Regions from separate parts of the Hordeum vulgare genome. Here region 2 is linked to region 1. Evidence: chromatin contacts called from public Hi-C data. All regions are on one chromosome and are shown on one strand. Each heading gives the region's core, a stretch centred on a gene start, on an enhancer-like site or on the middle of the called end of the contact. The rest is flanking DNA. Distances are from core to core; before and after follow the strand shown.

The links. A called contact is a pair of places that touch in the nucleus more often than the background predicts.
Region 2: a contact with region 1 is called in a Hi-C map of seedling, with 3 times the contacts expected there. The contact joins the promoter of LOC123448096 here to the promoter of LOC123448095 in region 1. A contact is called at or near these places in 4 of 6 Hi-C or Micro-C datasets (leaf and seedling) and 1 of 1 datasets of contacts at active chromatin or transcription factors (embryo).

The regions. Positions count from the first base shown.
Region 1 is chr4H:120,055,838-120,058,674 of MorexV3_pseudomolecules_assembly, forward strand. LOC123448095 (cyclin-dependent kinase B1-1-like) reads right to left here and starts at 1,373. Exons shown (of 7, transcript XM_045124864.1): 1 at 865-1,373; 2 at 153-214; 3 at 1-49. The coding sequence starts at 1,224.
Region 2 is chr4H:120,563,006-120,565,705 of MorexV3_pseudomolecules_assembly, forward strand. LOC123448096 (type I inositol polyphosphate 5-phosphatase 10-like) reads right to left here and starts at 1,316. Exons shown (of 7, transcript XM_045124865.1): 1 at 1,126-1,316.

The DNA.
Region 1 (2,837 bases), core at 123-2,622:
CAGTATCATCTTCTCCTTGTCAACCAACAGATTTTGGGGCTTTAAATCCCTACGATATCAAAGAGGAACAATCACAAATCACATCTGCAACAGTTGCAATGTTGTATGGGCTGATAAGTACAGCAACATAAATCAGAAAACAAAGGTCTAACCGATGAAGGACACCATGTCCATGGCAGTGTGCAATTCCTTTGCATAACTGATACAAAAAGCTCTACAAGAAAGTAAAGAAAGTTGTCTATTAGCCTGAAACAGACCTATCATAATTAAAATGGACTCCAACATCTGCTATCCAATGAAAATTAACAATAGCATCCTCAAAATAAAGGCATGAAAATGAATTGATCCCAAAGCTACCAACAAAGTTAAGCTCTGGATTTGGAGGGGGCCCTAATCTGTACTTGAGTGTATGCAAAATACAGAATGCCAGCAGCAGTCAACATTGAGTTTCGACCATTATACTAGCACTTCTTAGTTCCTAATTTAGTCGCCTGCAACTAGGCTAGAGTAGTAGAGTTTGCATATTTTTTTACGAATCCAAATCAACTACAAACGCGTACAACCATATGATGTTCTGATTCCACATTTCATCGGCATTTAAAAGGGTTCAATGTTTTCAATTTTTTTCAATTTGTTGTCAGGATTGGTCATGTCAATTACGAATTAAAATTTGCAGTGTAGTTCGCTCTGATTGCGTATCAATGTTCCGCCCCTTTGCGATGCAAAACTAAGAATTCAGAATGGACATATAAGAGGAAGTGCCCAAGTCCTCAGATCGACGGATAGGAGACTCGGCCGACATAGAATCGGCGCAAAGCCAAGTGAGCAGAGCAAAGCAGCCACAAAACGAAGTAAATCCGCTACCTTGACGACATGTGTTGGGAGTGGCTTAGGGGCGGGCCCACGGCGGTAGGCGTCGACGAACTTCTTGAGGTCAGTGTCAAGGAACTCGAAGACGAGGTAGAGGACGGGCTTCCCTCCACCGCCGGCGCCGCCGCCCTTGGTAGTCTGCTCGACGGCGAGGAGGCGGACGACGTAGAGGGAGCTGGAGAGGAGGCGGAGGAGGGAGATCTCACGGAGCGCGGTGGGCGGGATCCCTTCGTCGTCCATCTCCAGGCGGGTCTTCTTGAGCGCCACCACCTGGCCCGTCGCCTTGTCCATCGCCTTATACACCTTGCCGTAGGTGCCCTCCCCGACCTTCTCCAGCTTCTCGTACTTCTCCATGGCGCTTCCGACGGTCCGAGTTCGGCGTCGTCCTCTCTCGATGCGGCCTGTGCGATGGGGGGCGGAGGGAGGAGGCGCAAACCCTAGGTGGATCTGGAAGTTTTGAAATGGGATGAGAGGGAAAAGGATGGAAAGAAATGGGTCAAGCGACTGTGCGTGGCAGGTGGCACACTGAACGAAAGTGACGAGTTGAAGATGGGCTGGGCCGCCGGGTGTTTCCCCAGAGCTGGCCAGACGGGCCCGCCCGGGCACAGTCCATGCTAATCGTGTCGTGTATAACACGGTCCATCAAGATTCGATTGATAAACATGTCATGTCACGTTGGCACACGTGTTATACATTCAAGCCCAAACGCGACTCTTTTGCTAACCGGGTCGGGCAATTGACATGTTAGACACGTAAGACCACGTGTTTTTTGGTCGGATGGCCTTTTTTTTTTAATGAAAACTGGACTTTCTTTCTCAAATAATGGTAAGATCATGTACAATAAAGGGGGAAATAAAATTCGGGATTGAGCTATACGTTTGCTTCTTGAAAAGAATGGATCACCTCAAACTTAGATAGTTCTCCTCCAAGAGTTTTACATTCACATATGACAGTTGCTTTCGGTCCAAAGCACTCCTTCTGATTGATTGCTTCAACATCATTTGAGCAGTCAGATTCAAACATCATTATACTACATCCCATATTAGCAGCCAAATAGAAGTTGTTTTGGATCGCCACCATTTCAACTATTTCAGCACTCCCATATTGGTCAGGTGGCTTGATTTTGTGTCATTTGTGACAATTTGTTGTTTTTAGGCTATATATGTATAAGAAATAAAAGCATGCATGTCGTGCCAGCCCATCCTCTAGGTCAGGCACGACACGCTAGTGGTTGTGCCTGCGTGCTAATGGGTTGGCCTAGTTGTCACGACACGGATGGCCAGGTATGCCCGCTAGGTGAGATGCTCGTTTCAACGAAATGGTGGCTGCGGTTCGAGACTGCATCATGGCGACATCTCACGGCAGTGTGTCCGTACCATAGTCAGATAGATGACCAATGAGTAGAACTGAGAAGAAAGATAAGATGTTCAGGTACGAGATAATGTGGGAGTCTCAAGAAAATTTATGACATTCATCAACAAGGCATGGAGCTCAACATAATCTCTTCTCCTCCTCTTGAGGCCTACATAAAGACAATGCAATCATCCACAAATAATAAATGGGAAATCCATGAAGTAACCCTTGTGGATGCAACATATCATGTTGCAGGTTACCATGTCGAAGGGAAGTTACGAAGTGGAGTTATGACGTTATACTCAATCTTGCATGTGAGTCGATGCACGCCACAAGACTAGAATATTATTCCACTACATGATTATATTGTAAGCTAGCCATGAGCTAAGAATGTTTGTATCGTAAAGCACTCGACTTCGATGTAAATACTACGACATGTCTGAGGGGTGCCAGGAAAATATGTCCCAATTGTCCTAAAGGAAGGTGTGCAATGCTTCATCCACCATTGGGTCCAGCTGTGTATCGATGGACGTCGTTTTATTGTCATCTATTGGATGCACTTGAAATTCGACTATTTCATCAGCTGGTTTAAATGACATAGATTTGGATGTCAT
Region 2 (2,700 bases), core at 66-2,565, 510 kb after region 1:
CAACAAACCAATGACAACGAAACGAAACAGCGGAAATTGAACTCCTCAAAACAATGTGAGATGGACATGACTACCCGTCGAAATCACATTTGATAGCACACTGAAGCAAGCATATCATATCGTACTAACCTGCATCCTAATTTCTCGCAAGTACTACTAAAGTTTTTGTAGCAAATAAAGTCAGATCATATAGTTGGAGTGGCAACCAGTATGAAGCCAAAAAGCCTAGCTACAGATGAAAATGTAATTTTTTGAGGCAACATATCGCCTTTTTCCGTCGAGAAAAGGGAAGTGTGTATGTATGTGTGCAATAGATCTTGTAAACTATGTTGGCAAGCTCAAGGCATGGAAGGTGATGGAGTTTGACCAGCCTTTTTCAAGCAAGTGGGAAAAGTTCCAAATTGAATAGACTAAGCAGCAGCTCAAGCCAAAGCTGTCATGAAACAGCATAGAGCTGTGTTAACAGCTCCTTGGAACCATCCAGCAAGTGGTAAGGTGAGGGGGCTCTAGGAACTGTAATAAACATAGAAATTGAAATTTCTGAGAAAAAAAATGTTTGATAGTATAGTGTACAACAGGAACAAACAAACGAAGTTGCACTTTTAAAATTCATAAGAAAGTGCGATATTTGGTAGTATAATTGTCTGTCCGATTACACGCCAAAACCAAGAAGGGGGGAAGGAGACCACACTGATTCCCCGAGGCAGCCGTTTTGGCCTTGGCAGCGTCCAAAGCAGAGGGTGGTCGATCGATGCCCCCAAGAAAACATAGAGTGAAGTAAAGTATTCATAGAAAAATGGGTGAATTGCAGCATGGTTTTGGGCATGCATGGAGGAAGAATTCAGAATGACAACCGCAGAATGTTGTGGGGCAAGATAGAAGCGGGATAGCATACCAAACTGATTACTGTACTCCCTAATGATCAAGTTAAATTACACCACGGGATAAGCCTGCCAACAGAAGAGAAGAAAAGAGGAGAGGCTAGCCATGGAGGAGGAGGAGGAAGAAAACCTTGGTGAATGGCGATGGCTGTGGTTCCATGGAATTGGAAAGGAAGCGCGCGGCGGGAACGATGCCAAATGGACGCGGCCTAATAATACTACTAGCAGGAGGAAACGTACGTACTATTTTTGCAACGCGGTGGCGGTCTGCGAAAGCACCGGCCGGCTGGCCGGCTGTGTGTCACCGGTGCGTCCTTCTCGTGGTTGCCTTTGCCTGAGGCTCCCGGCGCAGACGAGCGGTTGACGAGGAAGGGGAGGAAATGGAGAGGGAGTGGGGGGGACGTGGTTGGTTGGTCAGGTCACATGAGGTCAAACCCAAACGGAGCCGTGGGAGGGAGGAAGAAGGGGAGCAGCTCCTGTTACCCGCGCGTGCGTTGCCTTTTCCCCAGGTTCCTGGAGGAGGAGTAATTCTCTTCTCCGTTCCGTTCCACGGTAAAATGGCCAAATTTTACGTGTGGTCAGACACCAGATCTTGTTACTAGTACCAAAATTTCCTGGTGTAGCTATAGATGCATGTTCACAACATCAAGTCAAACATTCTCGGACCACTTTGACCTCTATTTTTTTGGAGGAATAGTCAAATCACATGACTGTTTTTAGACGTTCTTGGTTCAGAAAACTCCTATACTTTGATTTGTGTTCCATCTAGGATTCTAGGTCTTTTGGAACGCATGGAGTTTAGACCAAGCTTACATGGTTTGCAACATTTTCTCAATATAAGCAGTCTTGGTTGCGAAACAAAAAATCTCGCCAAACTGGAGTAGTATCATACTTCTACGTACTAGCAAGTTCTTTTTCATAGGCTAGAGGGACTGGTAACTATTTTTCATCTAGGCGGCACCAGCATTGAATCTGGCAGCACGTACTGCGTACCTAGTTGCATGTTGCTCGATGGACCACTTTGACTTCTTCTTTTAGACGGATGGATCATGGACTGCGTCTCGCGTTCCTACTACCAAAACGTGCAGCCGTGTCCGACCCGTCCCGGATAGATTGATCATGTATGTCACGATAACTCCAACCGCACGATCAAAACAAACGCATGTTTTTTCCATTTGGACCGCCTATCAGTTCATTTGTGTTGGCTTTTGTATTTGAATCAGTCGGTGCGCCAAACGAGAGACATGCATATTTTATACTCCCTCCGTTCCTAAATACAGTATAAGTCTTTAAGCGATTTCATTAGAGGACTACATATAAAGTAAAATAAGTGAATCTACACTCTATAGTATGTCTATATACATCCGTATATAGTTTCTAATAAAATCTCTAAAGGACTTATATTATGAAACGGAGGGAGTAGTACATGTTCACGTTAGCATTCGGTCGAATATCTGATGAGCGAGCAGCTCGCCCCACCCCCGTGAGCTCACCTCTGTACCGCCGCCCCGCCCCATTGCCCCGCAGCTTGCACCCATGCCCTACCCATTCCCTGACAACTCGCCTGTGCATTGTCGCCCCGCCCGCGCAGCTTGCCTCTGCGCCGTCACCCTACCCGCCCCGCACCTTGCCTTGTTGCCCGCCCGTGCCCCGCGCGCTCGTGCTCGCGCCGGCCCATGCCCCGCCAGCTTGCGCTCGCCCAGCCCCCGCGAGCTCGTCTCTACGTCGTCGCCCCGCCCCGCAGCTCGCCTCACCACCTTGTCGGCTCGCGCCCGCGCTTGACAGTGCCTCGGCAGCTCGCCTCTACATCGTCCCCTTT